2 separate regions of the Neogale vison genome follow, and region 2 is linked to region 1. A link is a contact called in public Hi-C data. All regions are on one chromosome and are shown on one strand. Each heading gives the region's core, a stretch centred on a gene start, on an enhancer-like site or on the middle of the called end of the contact. The rest is flanking DNA. Distances are from core to core; before and after follow the strand shown.

Region 1 (4,165 bases), core at 890-3,389:
CTCAAAGTGACTTTTTAAAAGTCCAGACTCTTTGCCTTTTGGCATTAGTTAACAATGGCCACAGCATCTGGATCCTACTTCTCAGTAAAATGCCTCTTCTGACAGCTCAGTGCAAGGTTTGTTTTTGTTTTAATTTGGGAGTGTTTCAAGTCTAACTTAGTTCCATCATTTACTTCCTGACAGCTTGATAACCAGGGAGCAATAACTCCCTTATCTGTGGGCTGTTTAATGATGCTATACTAGAGCCCTGGGAGCAATAGACTTAGGCCCTTTCCAGATGCCATATTTTAAGACTTCCAGCTGGAAAAAACTTCACTATGTGAAATTTATTCGGATTATTTTAAGTCAGGATTTCATCTTATTTAAAAACAGCAGAAAAAAAAAAACAGCAGCAACAACAAAAACAACAAAAAACGGACCTCTGGCTTGCTGTCTCCTGTATTTCTGGCTGCAGGCCATATGATATCTAATTTGCAGTTTTTCAGGCAGACAGAGGTTAGAAACAGGCAAACGTGGCCTCACCAGCAGATAAGTGTGTCAAGACTGTGACAGGAGTTGTGAAGACCGCTATAGAAATAGCTTTTTTTTTTTTTAAAGTCGCCTCCTGTTCTCCAAAGCATAGCTGTCTGTTCCTTTCTCTGTTGTCCTTCACCAGGTTCTCTTTGGGAGCTTAGGTCCAAGAGACACCAATCGGATACTCAGTTTCCTCAGTTTTTGTTGCCTACAGGTAATTATGCTAGAAGTCTGTAGTAGTAGATCTGATTATGCTTGAGTACATTATGCATTCTAGAGCAGAAGGTTTTTGCTGGAAAGCTTCACTGTCAGATACGATTTGCATTTTTTACTAGATACTTTTCTTTGCTCCTTGAGGACAAACATGTTAAGGACTCCTTTGTGCATAAACAGAATAGCAAAACACAAAACAGTCTATCTGTGGGTTTGAGTCTTTGTTAACAAGATTGGCAATGCTTTAAAAGAGGGCATGCCTTTGCTGCAGGGCCTGTACAGTTTGCGTTTGGAATGGTGAGGGTGTGGGAGCAGGGTGGAAACAAGACTTAGTGCAATTCCATCTGTAATTAACAAAAATGCCAAGTCCTCAAATCAAATAGCAAGTACTGGAAATTGAAGTTATTACTCTTAGTTTTTTTGTTTTTTTTTTTTTTTTTTAATGTTTTATATTGGTGTTTTTGAGACCCTTGCCCTGCTAATGCTGAGCAATGTTACTGGGCCTATTGACATCCTGTCCTGTGGGTAATTGCATCGAAGTCCTCTCCTGCTTGGGAATTCGGGGGTTCAAGACAGAAAGATGGACTCCGATACCAAAGGCTGGGTGCTGTTTGCCCTTCTAGGTCCGTGAAGAGTCTGGCAAGGGGCCTGGAACACCTCCCTCAGGCATGGCCGTCGCCAGTCGGTCAGCTTGATTTACGCGGCTCTGAGCTGCCCGGTTCCTGGCTGCTTTTGAAGGCTGCGGCCGGGTCGCGTGAGGCAACATGAGGCGTGGGCGCTTGTGGGGGAAGGGCCGTGGGCAGCTGGGTGACGGGTGCTAAGAAGGGCTAGGGCCAGGCCGCAGGACGGGAAACCCCAGCAGGGCCCCGGCGCCTACAACGCTGCCCTCCCGGGCCCGCACGAAATCTCCCGGCGCGCTGCACGTCCGTTCGCAGAGGCCGGGCAGCCCGGCGTGCAATGCGCCGGCCGACCGTGCGGGTGGCTAAGCGGGCGGAACGTGGCGCTCAGATATGAGGCTGGCCAGCCGGCGACTCCGGAATCGCTCGGCGACTACCCTTTTATTCCAACTGCCTGGGACTCAGCCCCACGAATGGAAAGCAGCCCTCTAAATTCAACCCCGTAGAGTCGGCGCCAGCCAATAAAGTGCGCGGACTCAGACCACGTGACAGTAGCGGGGCGGTGCTCTGGCTGCTCCGGGATCTCTATGGTTTTCGCGGCTCGCTAGAGGGCGTGTGGTCCACTGGAGGACTCCCTACATTCTTCCTCCATTACCTCACTGCCTCCGGTTGCTGCTGGGATACTGGAGGACTCGGGTCCCGGCTAGACTCAGTCCTCCAGCAGCCCGGGGAATACCTCTAGCAGTTCTTCCCTGCCGCCACCGCCGCCCCGCCGCTTCCTCCTCCGCCCGCCCGCCGGCCTTCTTCGCCCCGCCCCGTCCGCGCCGCGCGTCCGGCCCGCCCGCGGGCCCGCTTCTCTCGGGAGCCTCCACCTAGGCGCATGGCTCCATGAAGCAGGAGAAGAAGGCAGAGCGCGAGAGGTCCCGTCCACCCCAGCTGCGTCTGGGCCAGGAGAAAAGGTGGGAAACTCGGGCTGCGCCGCGCCCTCTTCCTCCTCCCCCGCCGGGCCCGGCCTCCCTCGGGCTGCTGCCGCCGTGCCCGCCGGGCCTTCTCACCCCAGAGCGAGCGGAGGGGCCCGGAAACGGGGTCTCTGGGGTCAGCGGCGGGGGTCCCGGGGCAGCGTGGGGGAGGGGCTGTCGGGTGGCGGGGGAAGAAGGCGAGCGGGGCCTGCGGGCCGCGTGTCCCCGCCGAGGGCAGGGGGGTCGGGAGGCTTTGCTGGGGAGGGGTAGGCGGACGCCCCTGCCCTGGGCCGCGAGGTGAGGTGAGGCGAGGCCAGGCGAGCCTCCAGCTCCTTTCTGCACTCCCTCCAGGAAACAGTCTCGGGTCTATGTAAAGTTTGGTGGTCTCCGGCGCCGCCTGGCGGCCCCCACCCACTGTCCCGCCGCCCCCTCCCCCGCCCGGCGTCTGGATTCCACCCCCGCGGCTCGGCCCTCGGTGCGCTACCCGTCGCTCTGGCGTCTCCCCAACTACCCCCAGAGCCTCGTACTCTCTTTCCCCACCCCTTTTTTTCTTACCTTTCACCTTTCTCTCTGCCTGCTTTGCCCCTCCCTGCTCCGGCCTCTCCTTGCCCACTCTCTCGTCCTTTTCTTGCCTAACTCTCTTTTCACGCGCACGCTTTTTCTCCTCTTTCTCTTCTCTTTTTTCCAAGCCCCACCCTCACTCTCTGCTTCCTTATCCACCCATAGCCCCATTTCCATTACCTCTTCAGCTTAAACTCTTTGGGTTTTTTGCCTCTCTCTCCTTTCCGGGCTTTAGGTTTTGCCCTTCATTCCTTGCCCTCCTCCCTTCCCTGTCCTGATCTGAACTCCTCACTTTGCTACACTCCCTTACCCTCATCCCTCTGGGCCTATCCTCTTTCACTGCCCTCTCCTTGGATAGTGTGGGTGGGGCTTGGAGTCTCCTGTTTACATCTTTGGGAATAGCTTAATTCTCTACTACTTTGGGGTGGGGAGAGTTGTTGAAGAGATTATGAAGAGATTTGTGCAAAACTAATAGTAAGGATGGATGACTCTTACCAACAATTATCATGTCCACCTGGGGTGACAAGATGACCTGTCCTCAGGACCCTAGCATGCTGTCCAGTAATTCTTCAACACCATCTTTGCAGAGGATTTGGGAATGTGCTTGTATTCTGAAACCAGTAGAGAGCCTTGAAATGGTATATCTTGGCCTGAGAGCAAGTTTTGATCTAAATTAGTGGTGGAGAAGTTTTAATGTATGTCTCATGTTCAGGTTCAATAAAACCTTTGATCCTCTGTGTCCTCCCTTCTTGGTGATGACGCTAAGGATGAGGTGATTCAGTGCCTGGGACTGACATTGCTACCTTATATTTAGATTTGGAAATGTTTTGAAGTAGGGAGAGCTTGTTCCTAGCTGTTGTTTTCTTTTTCTTTTTTTTTTTCTTTTTTCCTAGAAATTGCTCAATGGAGTTGTAATTTTTCAAAAACGGTATCTTCTGGGCTGCCTTGATTTTGTTCATTCACTGCACCTGCATTTCTGTCTTAGGTACAGGGAGAAGGAATGGAATCGGAAGGAAGAAAGTTCATTTCCGAGACAAAATAATTCCTCTCCTCTGTTATAGCTGTTCCCCTGGCAATACAAACTATCTGCTTTCAGTGAGTATTACCTTGGACATATTTAGAATGTTTAGAATTTGTTGCTGTTGTTGGTTTTAGTCCTGTGCTAGGACATTAGGATATAGGTTTACTTTCTCACTTGTATTTTTCTGCTTCCTTGAGAAGGTCCTAATACTAATGAATTTCCTTCTGCTTGCTCTCCTAAAGTAAATTCATAAAGACAAGTTTATTTTCCATAATCCCAGT
Region 2 (4,165 bases), core at 683-3,182, 180 kb before region 1:
GCTCTCTGACCTTCTCCTCGCTCATGCTCTCTCTCACTGTCTCTCTCTCTCTCAAATAAATAAATAAAATCTTTAAAAAATAAAATAAAATAAAATAAATAAAAATAAAAATAAATAAGTCCTAGGTCCAAATGTACTATCTTTAAGATCCAGTCTGGCCCATTCTCCTTAGTTTAAATTAATGACTATCTCTTACTCATTGATCTACAGTAGGATATTGGAAATATTAATAAAAACTGTATTATGGCAAACACCTTTCACTTTCTGGAAAACAGAGGAGGCATAAAATTCTAAATCACCAACTTCTTCCATTTCTAAACTGAAGATAATAGCTGGCAAACTTAAAAAAACAACGTGCACGATGCAAGCTTACAGACAGCCACCTGAGCTTCAACATACATGATTAACAGTGAGGGAAAATATTAGGAAGGACTCTTCTAGAGAAATAAATTTACTTTCCAAATAATTAAACTTAATATGCATTTATACCTATTAGCAAGACCGTTTGCTGTGAACCCCATAAATCCAATTTTTTTAAGTAGTTACTATTCATTTGGTATGAAAATGATCACTGGTAACTGCAGAGAAGATCTAACAGAATTTTCTGCGTAGTTCAATTTCTTCCTCTTAAGCTAAACATGCACTATAAAGCTGCCATCCTAAAAAAAAAAAAAAAAAAAAGCTGCCATCCTATTGTAGGAAGCAATGTTTATTTCCTTTAATAAAAATGAGTGTGGGGGCACCTAGGTGCTTCAATTCAGTCTGTTAGGCTCAGACTCTTGATTTCCCCTCAGGTCATGAGTTCAGGATCCAGAGATCAAGGCTTTCCCTTCAGGCTCAGCAGAGCCTGCTTGAGATTCTCTTTCCCTCTCCCTCCACCCCTCCCCCTGCTCGCGCTCGCGCTCTCTCTCTCTGTAAAAATCAATAAAATCTTTAAAAAAAAAAAAAGTGTAAAGTTTGTCAAAAGCAAGCCAAGTGGAAAGGCTACAATCATCCCAAATTTTGTGTGTTAAGTAACTATTTAAAGTGTTTCAAACATCACACTAAAACTGGCCAGCAAGTGCACGATGAATGTTTCTAAGATAGTGTAGCACAGTAAGGTATAAGACCTCCGGACTTCAAATTAACAAAATATGCTAGTTCTCAAATCTGGCAAGAAATGCAAAACAATCTGGAGATTTGGCCAACGAAGAACTGTTGACATCCATAACTTATTGGCGATGTATGCAGATCTTATTCTTCTGACAGGTCCCACAAAAAGTGAAACCGGATCATCCAATCTCCAGCCAACAGATCCTCGTATTTAAATGAAAACGGCAACCAATATGCATCACTTTAATTCATTTTAGGGAAAACAGAAATCTATAAAAAAATGAAGTCGTTCCCCAATCAGAGTCCTGCAAACTGCTGGTTCTCAACCTACTTGGGGTCAGGGTTGATCTAAATTCAGGTTAGGGAACTTCCCCCACCTCCTTCTGCACTTGGGCACACTGGCCTCAAAGCTCTTCACTGAAGACTCAAAACCGCTTAAGAGAGTCCGTGGTCACTCCCGCAGAATTGATGCCTTGCCCAGAGACCACTGAGGGCAACTCGGGGGACGCGCAAATAAGGACAGGACTGGGGCACGGAAAGAGAAACTGAGTCAGGAAAGAAGCGGAAGCTCAAGGTGACCGGGGCACGGGGTCGCCTCGCGTCCCAGACCCTCTCCCCGTCCACGAGACCTCCCCACGTCAAGCCAGGCGTACCTGTCACCGGCCGCGCAGCCGCGGCACACGCGCCGCTCGCGTCCCCCTTCCTGCCCATGCTGGGCCCGCGCTTCGTCCGCGACGATGCCAGCGACAACGCCGGGGCGGGGCGGTGACGGCGGCGGCAGCGGCTGCGCCAGTGAGCGGCCGACACGCTCCTTTCCCGCGGCTCCCCTCAAGCCGGTCTCGCGGAGCAATAGCCCAGCCGCAGGCCACTTTTTACTTCCGCTTCCTAATGGCGAGAGCCGGAGGACTTCCGGCTACCGAGTCCCGGTTGAGGCAGCCTAGAGCGCCGCTTGGTCACCATCTTGTATCCGAGGAAGCACCACCTCCCTCTTTGCTCGCCTCTGTGTAGCGCCGTTGGGAAGGACAGCACGTTGAAGATCTCGGAAATGGGACTAGGAGGGATCGCTGAGACCCAAAAACCGTTATCAGGTGATGAAGCCGGATACCAGTTTAAGCCACTTTTCCGAGTTGAACTGTAGGACGCTTCAGAGTCTACTGCCTTAAACCCTTATATTAAAAGAACTGCTGCACAATAAGGGAACAAAATTGCTTAATGTTTCTGAGCAACTTGGACTTTATCTTAACCTCTAAATCTTGGTAACTACCGTTCCTGGGGGCGTGGGAAAGGAAGACTTTTTCAAATTTTGTGAGACGATTTAGCTTATACCGGCAGCGACAACTTCTGTGCAAGGACTATTTTGTCCTTTGATTGAGCGGGGGCGCGGAGCGCAAATCAATCACTGCAAAATTGTTTTAGAATATGTGACACAGGGCAAATCAATTTACCCACCCACAAATGAATACCTCTTTGGAGTATATAGTTTTAACTAAGTCAGAGGGGTTAAGCCTCTGCTTTCGGCTCAGGTCATGATCCCGGGGTTCTGGAATCAAGCCCCGCGCCGGGCTTTCTGCTGGTCAGGGATCCTGCTTCCTGCTCTCTCTCTGCCTGCCTCTCTGCCTACTTGTGATCTCTCTCTGTCAAATAAATAAATAAAATCTTAAAAAATATATACATTTAAAGTACATAAAAAGTGTAAAAGTTTGACTGACTCTTGATTTTATGACAAACAGTCCTTCCTCAGAGAATGCCAGAACGAGAACTAAAAACACTTCTAAACCTAATAGCTGTATGTCTGTATTGTGCTGGAGATTCCTAGCTTTTAGGTTTTCTGTTCTTCACTGGAACATAAGGAGTTAAAATAACTTTATGGAATGAAAACGAGCGTTTTAAAATGCATTTCTTGGGGGAGATTTTGTGTTACTAGCGTTCCATTGTGTGTTTTCTAGTCTTCAAATCACTTCAGGTGATGCTTCTGTAAAAACAATTGTTTCTTAATTCACCACATTATGGAGTTGGGTTTTCACTTTTTTTGGTTTAACTTGGTCTTCTGCTATGAACAACACTGCTTAGTGATAACATACACCCATGTGATACTTAACATACAACCATGTGATACTGCAAAGCTTCTAAGAAAGCTGGGTTTCTCTTCCCAAGCTTTCTCAGAAATTTCAGTATCTTATTTGGAAAATAAAACATTTTGGGTTTTTTTTGTTTTTTTTTTTTTGAAGCACAGAATCACCAGAGTTGCAGAGATAGTGCGTTGAGGTCCCATTTACCCTTCACCCAGGTTCCCCCAATGATTATATCTTAAATATATCACAATATCAAAACCCAAAAATTGACATGCATACAAGCTGTATGTATAGTTCTGTCCTTTTATCACATGTAAATCTGTGTAATCACCAAAATCAAGATACAGAACTATTCCACAAATATGTCCCTTGGGTTAAGGAGAAGGAAGGATCAACTGGTGGCTATTAGGGTAGTGAAATTATTCTGTATGATATTCTGTGGGTGAATACATGTAATTATACATTTGTCAAACCTGTAGAATGTACAATACCAGGAGTGAACTATGGATTTTGTGTGATAAGAATGTGTCAGTTTAAGTATATCAATTATAACAAATGTATCACTATGGATATTGATGGTGGGGGAACTTGTGCTTCTGTGGGTACAGGAGGTATACTGGAACTCTACTTTCTGTTCTGTTTTGCTGTGAATCTAAAACTGCTTCAAAAAATAAAGTATATTTAAGGGGAGGTGAACCATGAGAGACTATGGACTCTGAAAAACAATCTGAGGGGTTTGAAGTGGTGGGGGGGTGGGAGGTTGGGGTACCAGGTGGTGGGTATTGTAGAGGGCACGGCTTGCATGGAGCACTGGGTGTGGTGAAAAAATAATGAATACTGTTTTTCTGAAAATAAATTGGGAAAAAAAATAAATAAATAAAGTATATTTAGAAGGGGAAATCATAAATGTTAGATGGAAAGATGGAAAAAATATAAGTAATCTACTCACTCCTCATAAAATGAGAAAAGTGAGACTCAGACTTTCAAAAATAATTAATAAA

Evidence for each region. A called contact is a pair of places that touch in the nucleus more often than the background predicts.
Region 2: a contact with region 1 is called in a Hi-C map of fibroblasts, with 4 times the contacts expected there. The contact joins the promoter of UGGT1 here to the promoter of AMMECR1L in region 1. A contact is called at or near these places in 2 of 3 Hi-C or Micro-C datasets (fibroblasts and muscle).

Annotation. Positions count from the first base shown.
Region 1 is chr3:112,493,352-112,497,516 of ASM_NN_V1, reverse strand. AMMECR1L (AMMECR1-like protein) reads left to right here and starts at 2,139. Exons shown (of 7, transcript XM_044242729.1): 1 at 2,139-2,302. It also overlaps the pseudogene LOC122903543.
Region 2 is chr3:112,674,563-112,678,727 of ASM_NN_V1, reverse strand. UGGT1 (UDP-glucose:glycoprotein glucosyltransferase 1) reads right to left here and starts at 1,932. Exons shown (of 40, transcript XM_044242732.1): 1 at 1,746-1,932. The coding sequence starts at 1,803.